Regions from separate parts of the Mus musculus genome. Here region 2 is linked to region 1. Evidence: chromatin contacts called from public Hi-C data. All regions are on one chromosome and are shown on one strand. Each heading gives the region's core, a stretch centred on a gene start, on an enhancer-like site or on the middle of the called end of the contact. The rest is flanking DNA. Distances are from core to core; before and after follow the strand shown.

What was found. Hi-C and Micro-C count contacts between places; a contact is called where the count stands out from the background.
Region 2: a contact with region 1 is called in a Hi-C map of cerebral cortex, with 4 times the contacts expected there. The contact joins two enhancer-like sites. A contact is called at or near these places in 1 of 15 datasets of contacts at CTCF or cohesin (stem cell-derived epiblast-like cells) and 16 of 484 Hi-C or Micro-C datasets (the HPC-7 cell line, cardiomyocytes, cerebellum and 7 more).

The regions. Positions count from the first base shown.
Region 1 is chr6:147,120,237-147,125,325 of GRCm38.p6, forward strand. No RefSeq gene overlaps it. Among named protein-coding and RNA genes, the nearest start is that of Klhl42, 32 kb to the left of the region's middle. Within about 2 kb of position 1,300, at least 6 of the 459 cell types and tissues checked have an H3K27ac peak or open chromatin away from gene starts, as enhancers often do. A contact at or near this core is called in cerebral cortex, where this site is marked.
Region 2 is chr6:147,949,500-147,954,796 of GRCm38.p6, forward strand. No RefSeq gene overlaps it. Among named protein-coding and RNA genes, the nearest start is that of Far2, 95 kb to the right of the region's middle. Within about 2 kb of position 3,387, at least 42 of the 459 cell types and tissues checked have an H3K27ac peak or open chromatin away from gene starts, as enhancers often do. A contact at or near this core is called in cerebral cortex, where this site is marked.

The DNA of each region.
Region 1 (5,089 bases), core at 50-2,549:
GCCACGCGTGAGGCCCTAGGTTAAGGTTTCGAATAAACCGGACTTGGTGGAGCAGTTTTGTGATCCTAGAACTTGGGAGGTAGAGGCAAGAAGATCAGAAGATCAGGGTCATCCTTGGCTATGCATAGTGAGTTGGAGGCTAGCCTGGGCTACATGAGATTCCCATCTCAAAAACAAACAACAAAAATCATAGGGACAGTGAGATGGCTTTATGGGAGTGCTTCCCACCAAGCCTGATGACGGACAGACCCACAGGGTAGAGAGAGAGAAGCAACTCCCCCAAATGGTCCTCTGACCAACATGTACATATGCTAAACACACATGCATGATAAAAAAGATAGCAAGAAATAGAACTGCTTTCTTGCCACCTCCTGTCAGACACATTGAAATAATATGCACACATTTCAAGCTCCAGCGACACGGGAAGAGCACAGGCACCCTCTGTTAGTGGCCACCTGCAGTTAAGTTGCCCGTCTGCAACACATTCTCTCACTGGAGAGATTGGGGATGATGACCCCGCTGCCCCCTGGTGCCTTCAAGGGAAGGTTCTGTCATGCAAGAATGCAGTTATTATCACCGTTGCTGCTGGGCTCTCTGAACACATGTTGATTTTTCATTTAGCCACTATACAGAATGGTTTCTTAACCTCATTTGTAATAAACAAAAATCCCCAGTCAATATGGAAATGTGAGTTTCTGAGGGGCCTCTATTCGAATGTTGTTCTTAAGCAAATAAGCCTGGTTTCAATCAGTCCAGACGTGGGACCATCGTCCTGGCTACCAGGGCCTGGTCCTTCCAGGTGGGACTTGGGGCAGTCTGGGTGTGTGGGAGGCCATGGGCAGAACACTGGCATTGCTGTCTGTGGTGTACCTGTTCAGTCATAAACAGAGAGCCTTAGTTTCCACCTGGCTCCTCTCGCTGGCTCCGCACCGAGAAGTAAGAGAGAGAAAGAGAAAAATGAACAGGAGAGACGTCTCAACTATTCCAGAGACAGGGTCAAACCCAGCCCCGTCCCACTATGCCAGGTTCTAATGTGGTCAGAATGAGGCAGGAGATGGGGGTTTCTGAAATTAAAAGAAAAAAATCCCCTTGGAGGATGTATGTGGACTGTGAATACCAATTCTAGTCAAGTTCTCAGCAAGGAGTGCTAGAGCTGAACTGTAGTCAAAACATCCCACTGAATGGAGTGCTGCCGACAAGACCCTCCCTTTCCTGTTGCTTTATTTAGTCCCAGCCCAGTCCAGCGTTTTGTCAGGCAGACGCTGTGGAGATGCCTCCTTTATCCTCACTGTGTGGAAACGGTGACTCAGAATCTCACTCTTTTTAGGCTCTTGCAGTATCCCTCCTCTTCCCGGCTCCACCCAACTTCCTCCCGTCCTACTAGGTCTGAAAACCTCCAGTCTGGGGACCCACTGTTTAACCTACTGTGATCCAAAAGCCCTGTTTTGCCTTCTGAGGCCATGGGTTGATTAAACCCAGTTCCCACCCGACTCCGGATCTGAGGATCGTGGAAATGCACATTACTTCCCCGCCCTTTGTGGCTCGAGTGTGAAATTTCCCCAACAGGTTCACGCACTGAAACACTGGTCCTTGGCTGGTGTCGCTGCTCGGGAAGGTTGCACAGGCAAGCCTTTGAGGTTTAGAGCCTTCCTTGCCCCCTCCTCTCGTTCTTCCTGCTTCTCGTTCCATCAAGATGTGAGTCGTAACGGTTCCCACCCCAATACCACCGTGATGGACTTGGTGGGCACCATCCCTCCATAACGTGAGTCCAGATAAACCTATCCCCCCTTAAGCAGCTCTTGTTAGGAATGATCTCACAGCAACCAGGAAAGTAACAGCTCTATCCCCCTCAATAGTTTTGTCACCAAATCTATATCAGTAAGTTTTCTCTGCACAGTGTTAAGTATTTCTTGAAAACCAACGGGTCACAAATGGCTATCTTTTTCTGGGAATAATAGCTTGATTCTAGAAATCATTTGTTGGTGTTTATGTCTCTTACAGACACAGAGTGAGTGACACCCAGTGACCAAGTCTTGATGATTGTACTTCATGCCATTAGATAATAAATGCAGTATTCTGTTCAGTCAATGACAGGCCTCCCATAAGATCATATTGCCTCGAGATGCTGAAGCCATCTGAGTTTGTGTGAGGATGCTCTCTGATATTCATAGAAGGGAAAACCCCTCTGATGCTGTTTCTTAGATTATGTCCTATCCATGAGCAATACCTGACTGTATATAACTTTACCAGAATAGATGGCTATTATTTTTATTACACTGTTGCAATACCAAGAGGAATGTTTCTGGGGCCGGCTGGGTAGATGATCTAGTTGGCCAACTGCTTGCTGTGCAAGCATGCATACCTGAGTTTGCACCCCTGTCACCCAAGTAAAAGCTGAGCGCAGCTCATTCCTGTGTATGAGTGCCAGGGACCAGAGACAGGAGGACCCCAGAGCTTTCTCATCAGCCAGTATAGCCCAACCAGCGAGCTCAGGTTTAGTGAGTTTGTCTCAAAAACACAAAGCAGAGATTGAATAAGAAAGACATCTGGCATGACCTTTAGTCTTCATCTGCACTCATGTGCATTTGCATACCTCAAAATGGCACAAGTACATGCACAGAGAAATGCACACACACACACACACACACACACACACACACACACACACACACAGTATTTGATTGAGCTGTCTTTACTGCTTATGTATCTTTATTGCTAGTAATGACTTACCTTAAACTCACTTTAAACCTCACCGTGTCAGTAAACAAATGTTTGTTACTTGTATTCTTCATGAGGGGTGGGAACCCAGGAGCAACTTTGCTGGATGGTTCTGGCTCGGTGTCTCTTGGGGAAGTTTCCTTTGTTTGGCAGTGCTGTAGTTGTATGAAGTCTGAACCTGGGAAAAGGCTCCACCTCCAGACTCTTGGCTGTTGGGGATGGCCTTTGATTTCTCACTATGTAGATCCTCTCACAGTGTGGATTATGGTGTGCCTGCTGTGTTGTACAGCACAGTCAGTCTGAGAGAGAACAAATTGATTCACGGTGTCCTTATGCTCCAGCCTTGACAATGGCAGAGCTGGTCACACTGATTGATTCTGGCACATTGTAAAAGGGGACAGAGGAGGGTGAGAATCTAACAGGCCATCTTGGTTAGCAATCGCAGTCCAACTTTAGACTCTAATCTTTACATCCCTTCTACATGAAAAATGTATGCAGTCCTTCATAACATTACCCTAAATCTCACCTCATTATAATTCTTCCTCAAAGTCTAGGATGTTGTTATCCAAGTTAAATCTGTATACAGATGGGCTCACCTGGAAATGTTCTCTCTAACACCTCCACAGTGTCTGTATCAGGAGTGGGAGATGGTTCCATGTGTGTATATATTAGTTAGGGTACTCTAAAGGAACAGAACTGATAGAATGAAACACACACACACACACACACACACACACACACACACACACACACACACACATTTATTAGAGTGCTTTCAGGATATGGTTTGGGTAGTTCAACAATGGCTGTCTCCTGATGGAAAGGCCAGAGATCTGTTAATTGTTCAGTCCATGAGATAGGATGTCTCAATAATCCCATCCAGTGCTAGAGTACCAGGCATGTCCTAGAAGACTGCCAGCTTTCATCTATGTTGGAGGAAGTATCATCTAACACCAGGGAAGGAATGCTTCAGCAGCAGAGTGGATGAACTTGCCAGTGAGAGTGAGGGAAAGCAGGCAAAAAGTGTAAGCTTCCCTCCTCCACATCATTTTACTGGGCTGCCACCAGAAGATGTGCCCATATATAGGGTGAGTTTTATAACCTTAAATAATCTAGTGAAGAAAGATCCCTCACAGGTATGCCTAACTGCCTAAGTCTTAGTTAATTCCAGATATGGTCAAGTTGACACCAAGATTAGCCATCACAAAGCCAGAGAACAACTTTGGGGGTTGTTGCTTAGGTGAATGTCTTTCTTTCTTTCTTTCTTTCTTTCTTTCTTTCTTTCTTTCTTTCTTTCTTTCTTTCTTTCTTTCTTTCTTTCTTTCTTTCTTTCTTTCTTTCTTTCCTTTCTTTCTTTCTCTCTCTCTCTCTCTCTCTCTCTCTCTCTCTCTCCCCCTCCCTCCCTTCCTTCCCTTCCTTTCCTTCCTCTCTCTGTTTCTTCTCTTTCCTTTCTTTCCTTCCTTCCTTTCTTTCTTCCTTCCTCCCTCCTCCTCTTTCTTCTCTTTCCCTCCCTCTCTCTCTCTCTCTCTCTCTCTCTCTCTCTCTCTCTCTCTCTCTCTCTCTCTCTCTCTCTCTCTCTCTCTCTCTCACAGGGTCTCTTACTGGCCTGAAACCTGCCCAGAAGGCTAGCCTAACTGGTCCTTTAGCACCAGGGATGCTGTTGTCCCCACCTTCTTGATACTGGGATTACAAGCTTGTGCCACCATATCCAGACTTTTAAATGTGTGTTGTGGGGACCAAACTCAGACCTTATGTTTGGGTGGCAAGCGCTTTAGTAACAGAACCATCTCCCTACCCTACCTTTTTCTAATAACTTTTGTTTGAATTCAAAGAAATAGGTCTCATGTTGACATTTTATTTTTGGCTTTGTTCTTATTCACCCCTCACCAGCTTTGCTGTGGGCTCTGCACAGTTCTCCCCTGCTTTTGTTCTGTCTATGTGTATTCTAATATCCTGTCTTGCTCCCATCATTCCTCTCCATCTGTAACCCATGAGCCACAAAGGCAAGTTGTATCCCTCCTGTATAATGTCCCTAGCTGCTCCTGCTCAGAATATGGGGGTCAGGCAGCAGATAGAACCTCAGGCAGCTCTGAAACTCAGTGAGGGTGAATGTAGGCTTTCCTTGGGACTGCCACAGCCCTGGCTGGAGGGCCTCAGCATCACCCTTGCCTCTGCCTCCTGGGCACTCTGACCTCTGAACACTCTGACCTCTGGACACTCTGACCTCTGGACACTCTAACCTCTGAGCACTCTGACCTCTGGACACTCTGACCTCAGGACACTCTGACCTCTGAGCACTCAGACCTCTGGACACTCTGACCTCTGGGCACTCTGACCTCTGAATCATCTCCTTTCTCCATGTCAGTCGGGT
Region 2 (5,297 bases), core at 2,137-4,636, 830 kb after region 1:
TGTGTAGCCCCAATACATAGAAGAAACTTCTGGTAATGCCTCAGGAGACCAACAAAGAGCTGAGGAGATTCCTATGACTACCAGACACAACTACATCAGTCCACACATCAGAACCCATCAACAGTCCTTCATTTCTCCACTTCTCTATGGGAAGCTGGTTGGGACGTTGATAAGCAGGAGCATAGTATGCAGCCAAGAAGAGGAATCTCAGGGGCCACTTATGTCATCTTCCAAGAAAATAATAAGATGTAAGAGAATGAAAAAAAAATGTGTTGTTGGCTCTGGAAATCCTAAGTTTTGTGGAAAAATGGAGTTCCCAGGCCCTGGGCTGCTCTGAACTCCTTACTCCAAAAACTCTTACTTTCCAAAGCAATTGCTCCTTTCAGAGTTAAGATTCACTTGTCCTAAGGTGAGCCGTGGGTCCCAGGAAAGATCGATGGCCATCTCAGCACTCCAGAACCACGAAGTTCTGTGAAATACATCTGACACTTTGCTTTAATGACTGGAATTATTAAGTCCTGTGAGAACATGCTGTGTAGGATAGATTGAGTGGTTGGTTGATTGATTCTGAGATTTTTTTTTTATTTTTGGTCTAAGCAAAGACTACATGGGACAGAAGCAGGCATATGAGCAAGAGGAAGCCATAGCCCTGTGCAGCTAGGTGGAATCCCCATTCCTGGCAATTGGTCCAATTAGGGTGAGAGTTGAGGTTTCAATTGCTTTACAGGGGTCTGTTTTCCTACAGTCTGTACACAAAGTATCATGTTCTGGGCTTCAGGAATTCTGCAGTTGGTAGAGTGTTTGCCCTGGCATGTCCAAGATGGCCCAGCACTGCCTAGACCAGCTATGCAGGTGCACAGGTGCTCACCTACAACCTCAGCATTTAAGAAATTTAAGGTCACCTCATCTACATAGGGAGTTCCAGGCCAGCATGGGCTACATGAGAACCTATCAGAGAAGGGGGGAGGGGAGGGGGAAAGGGAAAAGGGAGAGAGGGGGAAAGAGGGAAAAGGAAAAGGGAGGGAGAGGGAGGGGAGGGAGAAAGCAAGCTTGTTCCATGTTTGGACAAGCTTTGTCACCTGTCACAGTACAACACCTATTCTGCAAGCTGTCTATGCAAAGGTCACCCTTAGGGAGCAGGTGTCTGTCTGGCTGAGCTTACTGCTTCCATCCTGGGTGGGCCAGTCCCATAGGTTTGAACATAAACACTTCCCAGTATTTTTCAAGTGTTTGAGTTTCTAAAAGGTGCCTGGCCTGCCTTCTTGAATCCTGTACTCAAGCCCCTGTATGTTTAGAGGGAAATCCAATCTACACGTCTCCGATATGCTTCCACTTAACACATCAAAATACTGTTTTGTGAAAACCATTGGGCATCCAGGTTCTTCAGCAGTTCTTTTCAATGGACCTTTTAAAAAACTCTCCCTACATCAGTTAGAAAGAGGATGTCCTGTGTGTTCCAAAAGTTAAAAAGAACTTGAACCTCAAAGACAAAAAAAAAAAAAAAAGTGTCTGGCATCCTACCTGCAGCTCCAAGTCCACAGGGTTCCAGAGGGTTCTATACTGGCAAGTCCTGCCATGTTTCTCAACACAAGCTCAAAACACTCTGGGCACGCCCACCTCTACTTTAGGTGAGATATAAAACACCAGCGATCAGGGAACCATGGTGACCAGACTGCACATAACAGAAGCCCTTAGTGCTGTGGTAAGACATTAAAATCTGCAGCAGGAGCCTGGCTGCATCCATGCCTTGGGGGTGGATTTGATGACTCTAAGTGCTTTGTCAATTACAGGTTCCCCAGGACTCCTAAGTCCTTTCTTTTTTAAAAATAGAAAGGGAGAGGTTTGGGCCAAAGGTGCTGTGTTGCTACAGAACCCAAATGAAAGCAAGGCCAGAAGACTTAGCTGAAAACCCAGGGGCTTACAGGGTGCAGGGAGAGAACAAGGCTCTCTCCTCCAAGACTATAATTATGGGATGACTTTACATGAGGACCTTGCCAAGGGCCCTGCCCTCCCAAGTGCTTGCTGAAGGCTTTATTTTCCTGCCCAGGGTCTCCAACCTAAGCCCATTAGAGAGACACTGAGTCATTCAGGTTCGCTTGGCATTTGTGGGTCCTCTGCCAGTTCTGTACTTTAAGAATCTCATAAAAGCTTTTTTTCCCCTAGTACTGTTTTGACATGATTTTCTATAGTCACCTGAAGATAAATATTCTCTGTAATAATGCTCTAACACTGGTAAATCCTAGCTACTGCCTTGACACCAAGTCCTCACTGTTGAGCCAGGGTGTTGAGCTGGTCAGTTGGTCAAGTGCTTGTTGCCCAAGCACAGGGTTTAGTAATCACATGGGCAGCATTCTTGAAATCCCAGCTCAGACAAGCAGATACTTGGGGCACTGCCCAGCCTAACCTAGTTGGTGAGATTCAATGAGAAACTCTGTTTCAAAAACAAAGATCACAAAAACAAGGAATGACACCCAAAGTTGTCACATACATCAGTGTATGTGCATATATATGTGTATGTTTGTGCATGTGTGTATACACATGTGTATGTGTGTACATGTGTATGTGTGTGAATGTGTGTGCACATGAGTATGTGTGTGCATGTATATGTGTATATATGTGTATACATGTGCATGTGTGTACATGTGTATCTGTGTGAATGTGTGTGCACATGAGTATGTGTGTGTGCATGTATATGTGTGTATGTGTATATATGTGCATGTGTGTGCACATATGTATGTGTGTTCCTGTGTATATGTGTGAATGTGTGTGCACATGTGTATGTGTGTATATGTGCATGTATGTGTATACATGTGTGTGTGTGCGTGTGTGTGTGTGTGTGTGTGTGTGTGTGTGTGTGTGTGTTTGGAGAGTGAGAGGAGAAGGGTAGAGGAGGTTATCCTCAGTGTTGTGTCAATCTGCTTTTCTGTTTACAAGCATAAACACGGGGAACTGGACTGAGGCAGTTGAGAGTCAGCCTTGAGAACTCCCAAGTTTCTTGCTCTACCCTGCACTCCTCCAGTGTTAAAGGCCAAGGGACTCTCTCTTCTGTGTTTAGGACCCAATGGTTGTATGCCTATGTAACAGGGGCAGCTTCCTGGTCCCATGTCTCATCCTCTCCCACCTGTGCCTCAGTACCACATTGTGGTCAGCACACAAAGTGTTTCCCTTTCCCTTAGTATTTAGGCATTTCTGCTCACTGCAGCATCAGCAAGCATCATCATGCCAGACTTTGGAAGCAGTGGCAGCAAGCATCATCATGCCAGGCCTTGGGAGAGATCAACACCATGGTTCACACCAATTCTCATGCCTAAGGCTTTAGAACTGAGCACTCTACAAACAACTCTAGAGCCACGGTGTTCTGCGTTCTCCTTTAGGTGGGTATGTGTATGACTCAACATATGCTCCTTTCTCACATACACACAGAAGCCTGGCCTGTGGGAGGCCTCAGAGTTCGGGAAGCCTCTGCCTGGGAGACATCCTGGCACTGGGGTATTCTGGAGTTACAAAAGATGCACGGCTTTCTGTTGGCTTTCTTCCCTATGTGCGGCCCTGGTGACTGCCCAGGGAGAGGAAAGCCCCTCACTCCCCCAGGACTTGAGGCACCTTCCTGTTCCTTGGCTGCATTTACAAAATCTCCCTGAATAATCAAGCGGCTCTCATGATTTCAGCTTCCCTGGGGAAGGCTCTGGCAGTCCCTGGCAGTGCAGTGCACAAGGTTTGGGGTCTGGGTGGGGGTGGGGGTGGGGTTGGGGACAGAGTGGAGAACTGGAGCTCAGGAGCACAGTTTTGAGCCAAGCTGATTTCTATTACCTTGGGTATGTGAAAGCAGGAAGAAATGTCACATTATCCGCCCCCCCCCAGCTTTGCGTGCCTTGCCTGGCATGGAGTCTGCCAGTTTAGACCACCTATAATGCAGACCTGCAGACCTGGAAGAAAACACTCTCTGTGATAAACACACCCAGGCATCTGTGAGGCAAGAATGCCCTCTAACGGAAGTGTGAAGAATGTCGGTGATTTACCTTCTTTCTATTTAACTGGCAACAATTCTGCCCCATTTTACATCTTGGGTTCAAAGCTCATGTTTACATTCAAATACATCTATCAGGAGGACCTGGTAAGCTGCCAAAAGATTCTTCTGTGGCTCTGTCTCCCATGAATCCTAGTTCCTGCTTATAATTTTTATCCTTACTTATGATTGAGAAATGAAGGGTTTCTGGGCTTAATTTCACTCAGGTTTTGAGATGAGGTAGCCACAGTGTTTTTAGCCCCATCGTCCTCTGAGAAGTGCCCATGCTTTTTCCTAAAGTCATGTGTTAACCATTTAGCCAATTCTACTTGGCTCAGAGCACCCTGAAGTCCTCTTATGATGATGCAATGTCGCAAAGTCCAAGTTGATCTGTGTGGGTCGGCATAGGAGAGCTCCGTTCAGACTTGCTGACTGCACTTACTGAGAAAAACCCACATAGGCATATTCCAGAAGCAGTGCCGATTAACTCAAATTGAACCCCAGATCAGGCTAAGCTTGTTGGGCATTACATGCCTCTCTCCTCTGTGAGTGAACTAAGCCATTAATACTTAGACAGTAGAGACAGCTGCTTGGATTCTGGGCCATGTCTGAAGGGCCTTTTCACCCTGTCACTTGGCCGAGACGGTGGCTCAGACAAGAAATGGATTCAGCTAGCTTCCCATGCCATCCAAGCAGAACCAGGTCATGTGTAAGAACGGCAAACCATGGGCTTCCAAGAGCTATGGAAATTGGTGGAGCTTGCTGTCACTAGAAGCAAGACTTATAGACCAGCATTTCTTCTCATTTCTTTGTTAGACTGGAAATGACTACCTGGCCTGTAGGTGTGTGACTTATAACCGGACCCCTGAGCCTGAACCTGAACCAGGAGGGACACCCACTCAACTCAAGAGTAGAGTTGTCTACTCTACTCTTGAGGTTTGTCTCTCACTTTTGTGGTTCATAACATTAAATCACTGTGAGGCTGGGAAATGACTCAGCATAAACATGAAGACTGAGCTAGATTCTCAGCACATGTTAAAAAAGGAAAAAGAAAAAAGAGAGAGAAGAGGAAGGGAAGGAAGGAAGGAAGGAAGGAAGGAAGGAAGGAAGGAAGGAAGGAAGGAAGGAAGGAAGGAAGAAAAGGAGGAAGGGAAGGAGGGAGGGAGGGAGAGAGAGCAGTCCAAGTTCAGTGGAGCACACCTGTTCTCTCTTTCTCCTGCAGGGGAGACAGAGGCAGGAAAACCCCTGGAACTGGCTCAGAGTCTCTTTGTGCTTAGAAACAAAATTCTGA